2 separate regions of the Mus musculus genome follow, and region 1 is linked to region 2. Evidence: chromatin contacts called from public HiChIP or PLAC-seq data. All regions are on one chromosome and are shown on one strand. Each heading gives the region's core, a stretch centred on a gene start, on an enhancer-like site or on the middle of the called end of the contact. The rest is flanking DNA. Distances are from core to core; before and after follow the strand shown. Region 1 overlaps Map7 (microtubule-associated protein 7). Region 2 overlaps Map3k5 (mitogen-activated protein kinase kinase kinase 5).

The links. HiChIP or PLAC-seq counts read pairs in DNA pulled down with a chosen protein or histone mark.
Region 1: a contact with region 2 is called in an H3K27ac HiChIP or PLAC-seq map of embryonic stem cells, with 6 read pairs. The contact joins two enhancer-like sites. A contact is called at or near these places in 1 of 484 Hi-C or Micro-C datasets (embryonic stem cells), 2 of 115 datasets of contacts at active chromatin or transcription factors (acute myeloid leukemia and embryonic stem cells) and 2 of 9 other capture datasets (adipose tissue and pancreatic islet).

The regions. Positions count from the first base shown.
Region 1 is chr10:20,259,980-20,266,406 of GRCm38.p6, reverse strand. It overlaps Map7 (microtubule-associated protein 7), which reads right to left. Exons shown (of 18, transcript NM_001358787.1): 8 at 4,424-4,548. Among named protein-coding and RNA genes, the nearest start is that of Gm48249, 23 kb to the left of the region's middle. Within about 2 kb of position 1,791, at least 6 of the 459 cell types and tissues checked have an H3K27ac peak or open chromatin away from gene starts, as enhancers often do. A contact at or near this core is called in embryonic stem cells, where this site is marked.
Region 2 is chr10:20,120,822-20,126,959 of GRCm38.p6, reverse strand. It overlaps Map3k5 (mitogen-activated protein kinase kinase kinase 5), which reads right to left. Exons shown (of 30, transcript NM_008580.4): 24 at 1,823-2,008. Among named protein-coding and RNA genes, the nearest start is that of Map7, 47 kb to the left of the region's middle. Within about 2 kb of position 1,514, at least 27 of the 459 cell types and tissues checked have an H3K27ac peak or open chromatin away from gene starts, as enhancers often do. A contact at or near this core is called in embryonic stem cells, where this site is marked.

The DNA of each region.
Region 1 (6,427 bases), core at 542-3,041, 140 kb before region 2:
TGGAATTACTTTACCTTATCTCTACAGATGTTCCTTTTGTTTTAAATTTTGTCATTTTTCTTTTTGCCATACTGAGGATTAAACCTCAGGCGTCATACTGGGCAAGTGCCCTACTACTGAGCCACACTACTTTTAAGCACATGTTCTACTTTTCTATTCTTTAGCAGTTCTCTTCTGTTTTGGAATATACCATCGCTCCATCATTTACTCACATGTCTGGTATTTCAGATACACGGTCACCTTTTATGTGACTTTTGTAGATAAGTCCTTACATAAGGGTCCCCTTACTCTACAAGGAAAGTGGGGCTCAGGTGAGGAAGTGTAGGTCGTGTGTTCCTAGAAAGAGCTCCAACAGTGAGCGGAGACACCAGCCCTCCATGATGACTGCCTAGCGCTCAGCCAGAGATCTGGCCAAACGTAGGAAGAGAAGACCAGAGATGTGTTCCAAGGTTCTGAAGTCAAAAGGCAAGAGTGGGGAGAAAACAGAAGGGAGCAAGAGGAAGCTCCGTGTTTGAAGAATCTCAGGCTGAGGAAGGGAGGGAGGAGGAGATACGGGGTGAGAAGAGAGGACCGAGGAGGATGCTAGCCGGGGACCTCTGGCTAATCCAGTACAAGGAACCAGGGACAGGTAGATGTCACCCAGCCAGGCTGCCAGTGAACAATCACAGTGCTCCCGCTCCTTCTCTACTGAGTTCCTCAAACTGCTTCTCCCACCTTCCGGGCTGGCTGACTGGGCTACCAGTGGAGGAAACCTCTGATGTCTCCACTGTCTCTGCTGAGTTCCTACCACAGAAGAACTGAGGGTAAAGAAGATCCTCCCATGGCTGTGGGGGCCATGTCTGGATCAACCCAGTTGCAAGGCCACCCTCTGCCCCAACTGACTCCTCAAAGGCAGGTGGGGCCTTGAAGGACGGGTGCAGTCTCTGGGTGGTAAAAGGCGCAGCTACTAGATGGGTTCCCTCCTCAGTGGTAGATAGACAAGCATCGGGAAGACTGGAACTAGGGAGGAGGGACCACCTTTCTTCCTAAGGGAGATGCTAAAGTAGCAAAGTAAGTCCTTTCTTCTTCCTTTAACAAAGTTTTAAAACACACATTCATTTATTTCCTTATTTGCTTATTCCTCTGTGAGTGTATGCCTGTGTTGCGTCTAAGGACAACTTGTGAACGTCAGAGTTGGTTTTCTCCTTCCAGCCTGCAGGCTCGGGATGAACTGGGATTATCATGCTTGCCAGCAAGTACCTTTACCTGTGGCTGGCCCATCTCTTGGCTCAGAGAGAGAGAGAGAGAGAGAGAGAGAGAGAGAGTGTGTGTGTGTGTGTGTGTGTGTGTGTGTGTGTGCGTGTGTGTGTTTGGAGACAGGGTCTCTGGCTGTCCTGGAACTTACTGTGTAGACCAGGATGGCCTTGAACTCATTGAGTCTACCTGCCTCTGTCTCCAGAGTATTGGGGTTAAAGGTGTGTGCTACCACGTGTAGGTTGTAGAAACATTTTGATGTGGCTTAAATAAGATCAAGGAGCTGGGTGGGAAAGACAGAAAGAGAAAGACAGAAGTGCAATGTGAGGCACTTGGGGCTAACTCTGCCCATTTGGGTTTCCTGGGTCAGGGCCCGGGGAATGGGCCTATGCCCTTGACAGTCTCATCAAGGTGACAGTGAGACAAAGGCCATGAGAGCCCAAACTGGGGCTCTGTCCTTCTCTTTTCAATTCTTTTGTTGCCTTACATCCAGCCACTTGTCTGCGCAGCACACCCACAAAGGCACCCTGTGGACTCCATGCTGGTGTGAGTTAATGAGGAGCAAGTGCTACAACCATCCTTACTCTGAACCCTTTCCACACTGCTGAGTGCACACACAACGCTCAAGTCAACCCGGCTGCCCGCCGACCAGCATGCAGGGACTTCACAATATCTGGAGAAGAACCGCTCACATTTCCTGATTTTAAAATATATTTTAAGGCTACAGTTCAAGTAGCATGGTATTGGCATGTAGACCAAACAAATAGAATAAAGTCTAGAAACCATAGAGCCTGGGACCACTCAACAAGGGAAGGACAGTCTTCAGCAAATGTTAGCGAGGAAGTAGTATATTTACAGGAAAAACAGTGAAACTGGACTCTTCCTTTACACAACAAACATGAACTTAAAGTGGATTGAGTCTTAAAACTGTAAAAGGGGCTGACATCCAAAAAAGTTTCATATCATGGAACCGGTTACTTAATTTATGGACCCAATGCACAGGCATAAAAAACAAACAAAAACAAACAAACAAAAAACCCCAAAAAACAAAACAAAACAAAACAAAAAAAACAGCACATGAACATCAAACAAAATTTTCTATAGGTCAAAAGTCACAAAAGACTGAACAGGCAGCCTATACCTATATGGCCAGGAGCCATTATCTAGAATAAACACATAACTCCCACAATGCAACATTTTGTTACTGGATGTAAAGCTGGCCTGTGCTGGATCATCAGTGATACACACACACACACACACACACACACACACACACACACGCCTTTGGTAAACATCTCTCCAAACACTTACTAGCTGCTACAGTCTACAAAAATGTGCCATGCTGAGATGCAAATCAAAATCATGAGATATCACTCATGTTTAGTAAATTGGATATTATAAAAACAAATACAGAAAATAGCAAGTGTTGTCGTGGAGAAACTGGACTCCTTTTGCATGAATGATAGGAATGCAGAACGGTACAGTCACTAGGCAAAACAGTTTGGCACTTCTTCAGACACTTATATAGATTAATGTTATTCTGCAACTCCAGTCTTGGTGTGTGTTGTGCCTACCCATGGATAGAAGTCATAGGCTCGTGCCTTCCTCAGCCATTTCTCCTCCTAATATTTTGAGACAGGTTTCTTACTGGCCATGTCAGCTGGTCAGTGCCAGCAAGCCCATGGATCCCCAACGCTGAAGCCGTCTACACCCCAATGCTGAAGTTACAGCCATGAGGCCAAACTCGTCTTTCATGCTTGTGTCTGAGCCTCTCACACTTGCACATCAAGCACTTTACACACTGAGCCATATCCCTAGTCTCTACACACTTCAAAAATTAAATATTCAGTCCATCTATACCATTAGCTACTTTCCAGGTATTCAATACAGTTAACCAGTCCTGATTCCACAATGCAGATATAAACATCATTTCCCTGACAGTAGCAGTCCCTAACTACTTGATCGCAAGGCAATGAAAGTCTAGTTGATCACACACAGGAAGGCATCAACAGACAGAACCACCAAAGCTCAAAGGGTGACAGACGGTTGGCCACAGTCCTCCTCCTACCTGACGTTAAGTGTTTTCCCTTCAGTACCCACTTTCCCCCTCTGCGCATGCACTCTAAGTGTTCACTGTCACTTTCTGTCTGAAGCTAGGATCTCCAAAGCATCATGAAGCTAATGAAGAGAGCGATCACGGACATCAGAGGTAGGCTCCCCTTTGGCTACAGGGCTGTGAGGCTTGTCTCAGGTGTGAATTGCACTGATGCCTAAAGTGGCTCACAAAAACATTTCCTTTAGGCAGAATCCTCACCCTCGCTCAGTCCTCAGACACACCTCGAAGCAGAACTCTTTAAAGCATCCATCAGCTTTAAACACGAGAATTGCTCTGTCGACACAATTTTGTTTGTTTTTATTTTGTTTTTAAAGTTCTAGCCTCTACAACCAGGGTCACATCATCCCTGCCAAGCAAGCAGTGACATGTGGTGGATTGGGGACATCATGACTGAAGTTCAAAGCCATAGAACAATGTTCACATCTCCCAACTACAGCGCATAAGCTCACAGTTTAAACAAAGATGAAGGATTCAAAGAGACAGATGACCTCGCTCCATTTACAGCATGGTTAGGGTACAGATATTATCTATCCTTCACTTTAAACACTTGAGGTGTATATATATATATATATATATATATATATATATATATATGCCTTACAAGAGGTACCTACTGAACAAAAACTGTTTCCAAATCCTTCATGGTGTTTTAAGATATGGGCTGTGGCAGGCATACATAGACATGCATACCCGTTTGAGTAAGCTACCTTCAGTGTTGGGCCAGCTTTATGGTTGAGACCAGGCTGCAAGCCAGGTCTATTTTTCTTCAAAGGCAACATAATTTCTGACCTTGAAAATGTTTCCCAACCACTTATTTGTATAAAGGTCCCAGCAGAATAGGTCTGCCACTCATTAGTGCTTGAGTGAAGAACAGTTGCAAATGTGTAGGGAGAGCAAAATCCCCAAGTGAGAGGCAGTGAGGGGTAGAGGTACACAGCCAGCTGGGTTTATAATGGGTGGGGTGATGTGTAGCTGTCACCTGATCTTGTACCCAGAGCCCACCTTAGGGCAGAGCCCACTCTGCAGAGACACAGCACCGATTCCCACACACCGGCTTCTCCAGACACCACTTACCGCTAGTCCATGAATGGTCCTCCTTCGTGCAGAGCCCTCAGGCGGTGTTACAAAGAGTTTTGGTCGGTCCACTGGGTTTCTAGAGTGTGCAGCTTTGAAGGGCATGATGATGGGGCTGCAAGATGCTGAACGAGGACAAATGGGGATAACTAGAGTGCAGGTGATTGGTTTTACACACAAGAGTGCCAGAGGAGCAGGTGAAGAGAGCCAGAGGCAGGTGCAGAAGACAGAAAGAAAAGTGGGGAGAAGACGTTATTACCTAAAGTGCCCAGCCCCAAGATCCTCAACTCGCCTTCTCCCTGCAAACCTGTGAGGTGCCCGGCTGACAGACCTGGAAGGTAATACTACTTGTTTGTTTCAGTTTTGACTAAAGACATAGGAACAGTCCGATTGTGGACAGTCTCAGCCTTGTATGACTACAGACCAATGGTTCTGATAAAACCCTATATCTGTGATGCCATTTTTAAAGGAAGACTGGCTTATGGACAGATTTTTCCTAATTACCTCTACTATGGAACTAAAGCTAGAACCAGGAAACATGCAAGCAGGCAAGTAAGGTCTATAACTGTCTTAAGAGCCAAGTTCAGGAGTCAGTGGGGGGAAAACAACTGAGATAGAACACGTCCACTGACCAAGTCTTGCCAGGTGTTGACTTGTTTCAGGGATAGCTAAAAACAGCTGGAAAAGATTTCTGTTTTCTTTAAAGGCAAGCTGTGATGTATTCTTCTGTCCCCCTCCCCTTAAAAAGCCAAGGGATAGAAAATATGGGGAGACAGGTTGTAATTATTTAAAATGGTGAGACGAACAGTGTGTAAGGATTGCCACTGTGGCCGAATCACGGGTAGCAGTGACAGTCTTACTAAGGACAGAACTTTGAGTCTTAGACTACCCATCTTCAAAGGACACTGACATTTCTCAATTCACTATACAGAAATGGGTTTAAGGCAATTTACTTAACATTATACAGGAGCCAGAATTTCAGATCTTACTAAAAAAAAATAAAATAAAATACATCTTGGTTTCCCATAAAAAATGAAGCAAACACGGTTAAGGATAATGCTATGTATCTGAGCAAGATTATAAAATTACTTTATGCAAATCTGGTTCCTATAGCAGTTCTTAACTTATAGACATGTTCTTACTATGTTCTTAACAGACACGTGCTTACTATGTGTTTTTATAGCCCAGGCTAGTCTTGAATTCATTCTGCAGACAGGGGCTGACCGTGGTGAGCTTGTGGCAATTCCCCCGCCTCAGGATCTGGAGCAGTACTGCAATTCTAAGTGTGTGCCGCCATACCCAACTTTGAGGCAAACCTTTAAAGAAACTTCTGTATAGGTAATTTTTTTTTTCTAGACAGGGTTTCTCTGTATAACCCTGGATGTCCTGGAACTCACTTTGTAGACCAGGCTGGCCTTGAACTCAGAAATCCGCCTGCCTCTGCCAAGCACTGGGATTAAAGGTGTGTGCCACCACACCCGGCAGGTAATTTTTTTCTTTATTTATTTATTTAAGATTTATTATGCATACAGGTTCTGCCTACATGTGTACCTGCAGGCCAGAAGAGGGCATCAGATCCCATTACAGATGGTTGTGAACCACCATGTGATTGCTGGGAATTGAACTCAGGACCCCTGGAAGAGCAGACAGTGCTCTTAACCTCTGAGCCTTCTCTTCAGCCCCATGCAGGTAAATTTAACAATACTAAAAAAAAAAAAAACCTCAAAATTACTAAGCATATGGCAATCTTAATTTTTAAAATCATAAAATTAAAAAAATTGTTATCTACTGAGAGCTGCACCGGCTTGCACCTCTCTGTGGCCTTTCTGCAGGGATGGAGCCTGGGGTCTTCGCTGAGCTGCACGCCTGCTTCAAACGCACAAGTTCAAGTCTCATCCTGCATCTCCAGGGATCTTCCGGCTCACACTCACGGGGAAGGAAGATGGAAGCCTGGGCAGCTGCAACCTCTCTTCCTGTAGCCAAACGCAACCCTCTTCCCAGTGA
Region 2 (6,138 bases), core at 265-2,764:
GGAACTCGGGACTCAGTCCGATCTCAGCTCTCACCCAACAGTGCTGCACACCTGACCTGCGTCCATCCCTGTGGTCTGTGCTCCGGGAACCTCCCCAAAGTCAGAGGATGAATTCTCTGGTCGTTTTTAAAGACCATCCCGTTTGACTTAGCATGACATTCCTAGGACTCATCTACATTTATAACCTGTGCCAGAATTTCCTTTTTAAAGGTTGGACAGAATTCCCTTAACATCTGGATTGGGTCACTCTTCCCGGTTCACAATGTCACCTATGTAAGCAGGGCTGCGGTTAGAGAACCAGGTGGAAGCTGGAAAATGGTGGCTGAGCTCCAAACTCGTGCCAAGAGTCAGAATGACAGCAGCTCAGTCTTTCCATTGGTCCAGCCTCATCCAAACGACCCGGTTTAGGAGAGAGCCGGCCTGAGGCCTTTCGCATAGCAGTTGCTCCCAAGGAAATGAACTACTTCTTGGACCTCACTTGCTCCAGGGGATTCTTTCAGAGTGAGCTTGCAGTACCTCCATTTCTTAAATGGATCTGCCTGCTTATGTGTCTAACCAGGCTATCACTTAGAACATGGGAGTATTTCAAGTGTGAATCCTTCATAGCCATGGCCCCCCTGCACATCCCCTCATCACACAGCGTATTGCTCACTGCCGCATTACACAGCGTATTACCCAACAAGAGCACTTGACAGGCCAGGAGTGAAACTGGGTTGAGCGAGTTGCATGACTATGTCTGACCTGGGCCCAAGGCTCAGGATTACAGCTAACTAGCTCTCACTCTGAATTCTCCCCAACCTCCTGCCCAGAAGCCAATGTGTGGGCAGGCACAAATCAGCTACATCGTTGCACTGGATGGTAGATGGCTGGGTTGCCATAGTTGCAGTGTAAGCATGCCTTAGCATTTAATATTAGTGACAGGCCCTGCTTGGATTCTCTAGGACCTCGGTCCAGTCAGGAGAATCTTGTTCCTGTTCTTCACACAGCAGAAACACCAAGTCGTTTCCACTCAGAACACCAGTGACTGTGGAAGGATGAAGATTCAGTTTGGAATGGAGGATTGTTTCTTGTTTCAAATACAAATGTCAAGAAACTACCTAACACAGGAGTAATACATTACAAGTTAATATTAAACATTTAAATAAAACCACACAGTGCAATTTTATATTTGCATACAGGCACCACCAGATATTTTTTCCTGCCTCCCATACCTTGTGTGTCTGACAGTGGCTTACAAAGGTCTATTTTGAATCAGACTTGCAGAATAACTTCTGGTTTGTCTTGCATAAGACTGTCAGTGATCTCTCATTAGATCACGAGTAGTTTCCACTCACCAACTGCCTGTTTTCCAAACTATATTTATGGTGGGAAAATAGTGGATATTTACGAAATGAACTTGTTAAGAATGTCCTATATGGAAACCAGAGAAAAGCCTTGGGGGCTGAGGGGAGAGAGAGCATTTCAACACTGAGCATTCCCAGGTGTAACAGTGCATTTCTCTCAGTGGCCACTAGATGGCACTTCTTGTTCAGCATTACAAAACACGACTAATGTGCACTATGCTTTAGAGGCCCACACATGATCCTAAGGAGAAACCCAGTCTTGGGAATGAATGTCTGTAAGCCTTGCTGTTTCCCATGGTGGTTCAGCTGTGTGAGTCTCTTATCTTTGAGGGAACTCAATAAATACCTCACATCTGTCATCCGAAGAGAATGCAGTTTACCGAGTAAATGAGAGGGAACAGAATTTGAACTGTATCCCATTTCTATAACCAACCGACCCTGAGCAGAGTTTGTGGGGAAATGGCGGCCCGTGCACTTACCGCATCCTGGAAGCCAAAGAGGACCACCTGCACCTGGCTGATGCCGTGGCTGTCGAAGTCCAGCTCCAGCTTGAGCTTGGACAGTGTAGTGGCTATGATTTTTCGGTCAGTGGACCTCACAAACTCTCTGAGGCTCGAGATGAGGGTTGTGATGTGTTCCCACTTTAGTTTAGGCTCTTCAGCACCCTGAAAATAAAACCCGACAGGGCCTCAGTCACTCTGTACTCCACGCGAGCTCCCCCTTCTCAGTCTTTTCTCAGAAGACCTTTGCTCCGAGAGGCCTTCCCCAACATGCTTTGAACCCTGTGGCTCCCCTTAGTAGCCATCACTGCTGCCAGAAGTAACCAGTCTTTGGAGAAACAGCCGTACGCCCACGCTGGTCGGTAGCCAGGGCACATTTGGGCTGTGCCCAGATGGGGATAGGTTGAGGCGGTGAGAATCCTGCTGTTGGGAATTTTAATTGGACACTAAGGTGAGAGAGGGGCACGGAGCCATGGAATCTTAATCTCCGAGTCTGCCTGCAGAAAGGTCACAACCCAGGGTCGGGGTGCACCCAAGGACACGGGAGTAGATGCAGGGGAGTCGAGAATGACAATGGAAAGAGAAGAAGATAGAGCAGAGACGAGCAGCACAAGACGAACAGCAGCAGCCAAGCAAGAGCAAAGATGGAAGGAACCGTGGAGCTTTCTGTCTTCCGGACTCACACACCATGGTTCTCTAGGCCAGGCTCAGCTGGGTACCAGCCGGCTACCTCTCTCCTGGCTGTGTGTATCTATCAAAAGGTGTGCCTGGCCCTTCCATGGCCTTTAAAGTCAACTCCCTGTCGTAAAAGGGGCCAGGTTAGACACCACCATTGGAACCCCACCTTAACAACAACTGGGTAATCAGTTATAAAAAACAAACCAAGGAAACGTTCACATATTTAAATAGACCTCTCTTTCAAAGTGATTTTTATTTTATTTTATTTTATTTTATTTTATTTTATTTTAATGTGAGCAAGGCACACTGAGCCTGTAAAGAAAACCTAATCCTCATTAAACTTCAAGAATTTTTATTAAGCTAATTTCTAGTTCATACTGCATTTTCTAACTGTATTATTAAAATTAAGTTTCTCCACCAGGCCAATAAAATTCCCATCATTAGAATTCCATGAAAAATTTCAAAACACACCCTCACCTTCTCCACATATATTCTTGATTTGGGAGCTTGGTCCCCTGTTTAAGTTCTCATGAGAAAAGTCTAAATTGAAAGGCCTAAAGGCTGTCATTAAAGAAACATTTGAAAATTACACTGAGAACAATTACACTCTTTGTGTTTTTCTCATCACAAACTGAATGACAGCCAGAGGGAGGATTCACAGGCAACTTCCTAACACCGGGAAATATCAGGAGAGCGAACTGCTAGGAGAGCAAGCATTTATTTTTGACATCAGCTTTGTCTTTAAAGCAGCAGCAGCAGCAGCATGTTGCCTGGATGCGCGTGTGGCTGTCCTACACAGCACAGTCTCTACCCTGGGAAATGCTTCCCGTCCAGGCTACCACATCCGCTTAGTCATCATCATTTCTGCCCTAACTCCCGCCCCTCTGTGTCAGCTCATTCGAGGGCTTTCCTTTCTGAGACAGCATGTTCTGCAGGGTAAACCTGCCTCAGAACAATGGCAGCATTCGACAGTGAGCCTTTCCCACAAATTCAGCATTCACAGCTTTCCTGCAAAAGCCCTCTCTAGCCTTGTGTGCACAGGGGTGTGTGTGTGTGTGTTATATGCAGCTATGCACACATGTGAAGGCCACAAGCAGATATTGGGCTATCTTCCTCTCTTACTCGCTGCCTTATTACATCAATGCAAGGTCTCTCAATGATCTCCAAGGATCTTCCATCTCCCCTTGGGCTGGAGTTCTAGGCCTGCCCCGCCACACTCAGCTTTTTATGAGTGCTAGAGATTTGGATTTGAACTCTGCTCCTCGTTTTCACAGAAAGTGCTCTTGTCCACCGAACCCTCTCCCTAGTCTTTATTCCTTAAACTGTCAGCGATTTGTGAAAGGTGAGATACAGTTTAAAGAAGTTAAACTGTAATCAATAAAAACTGGGGCCAGGGAGACGGCTCAGTGGGTAAGAACACTCTCTTGAAAGCATGAGGACCTATCACTCGCGGAAAGAGGGGTCTTGTCTTCACTTGCCTGTAACCCCAGCATCATGAGGCAGAGACTGGTGGATCCCGAGAGTGCACTGGCCAGTCAGCCTAGCTGAGAGAGCAAGCTTCCGGGTCAGTGAGAGACACGGTCTTAAGGTTAGTAAGTCAGAGAGTAACAGAGGAAGACAAAGGCCAGCCTCTGACCTCCACGTGTGCATGCACCTGCACACTTGTGTGCATGCAACATACATCCCATAATATACTTCAGAACACACAACACACACATACGAGATACACACACCCAAAAATTAAAGCTTTTCATGGGTTAATAGACTAAGGACCTAACCGATAATCAATTCCCTTTGGGTTTGTTCTGTAGTGTAGAATGAAATGTAAATATTTCTCTAGAAAGGTTTTAAAACATTAAGAAAATAATGTCTACATAGAAAGGATTGTGATCAAGGTGCAGGATGTGAAACTCTCAGAGAATCAATAAAAACGTTATGTGTGGGGCGGGGGAGAAATTATTTCTCTCTGGTTGTGGAATAAAAAAAGAAACTAGGTAACTATTATTAGGTTGGTTGGCGGTAACAAGTTCGCATTTGTACAGTGTTTTTTATTTTGACCTAAATTTCCCATGACTCAGTGACTCCTGTCAGCAATGGCACATGAGTCTTTGTGAAGCAGCTCAGGCTCTGAGGAGGTCAGTATCTTACTCAGATGGCACAGCCTTGAAGTGATGGAGCCAGGACTCTGACTAAGGCAAGCCCAAACTTAATCCAAGCTCCTAACTATGTATCCCCCTTGCCCCAAGCTGGAACATCAGCCGTAAACTGGAGGAAGACCTGTTCTGCCACCAAGTCGCCATGTGGTGCGACAGATGGACGTCCCTGTAAGGAATTCACAGTGTCCTGAACAGAGCAGCCCACAGCTGGCATCTGAGCATTTGGGTGTGATTCTGGCTGGCAGTTTCTGGTACTCCAGGAGCTTTTTGGTGTCCAAGGCCTTCTTTCTAAGGCTGCCCTGGATTTGGGTCCTCCATCTTTTCTCTCATAGGAAACATTCCAGTGAGCTTTATTTAAAAATGTAGATAATCCACTGAAAATAATCTAGAAAAAAATCCTCCAATTTTAGGGATTTCATAATAAACTATAGCCCAGTGGTAGAACGCGTGCTTGAGATATTCCAGGCCCGGGTTTAATCCCACAAGTGTATTCGGTAACCAGAATTTCAGCAGTCACAGAAATGACTTTCTTGGAAAATGGAGCTACAGTGAGGACCCAGTGAGTGGAGCCACAGTCCATCAGGAGTCAAAGAAACAAAACAAAACAAAACAAAACAAAACAAACCAGACCACATCTTCTGCACTGGAAAGCTGTACCGTTTTGGAACGTGGCGAATTTAGACAATTCCTGACCTACAAGTAAATATCATAAACTCACGGCCACCATCGAAGCCTTCATCCCGGCATGGGTAACAGTGGCCTTCCACCCCTGCCTTTCCATTCGCAGTCTGAGGTTAAGACTATCCACCCTGGAGCCAGACTGCATCAATCCCAACTCCATCTTTCATGGGTGCATGGCTTTGGAAGCTACACAAGCCCTCTACGTATTGCTTTCTTCATCTGGAAAAGATGGCTGCTAATAGTAGTACCCTTTAGTCCTGCCATCCTGAGGACTGAATGAGTACACACACAGATAATGGCCTGAGGGACTATGTGCGGTGGTTACAATGTATCTAATAGCTAACAGTTCTCCCCCTCCTCCTCTTCTTCCTCTTCTCCTCTTCCTCCTCCTTTTCTCCTCCTCCTCTTCCTTCTTCTCCTCTTTCTTATCCTTCTTCTGCTCCTCCTGGTCCTCCTCCTCCTCCTCTTCTGCTACAATGTCAACTTTGGTGAGATACAGAGTTATAGTTTATTCACTGATGTAACCCCTGCATGTGGAACAGACCTGGTGTGATGGTTTATATATGCTCAGCCCAGGGAGTGGCACTACTAAAAGGTATGGCCCTGTTAGAATAGGTGCGGCCTTGTTGGAGTAGGTGTGTCACTGTGGGTATGGGCTATAAAACCCTCACCCTAGCTGCCTGGAAGCAGTCTCCTCATAGCAGCCTTCAGATGAAGACACAGAACTCTCAGCTTCTCTGTACCATGCCTGACTGAACTCTGTCATGCTCCCTCCTTGAT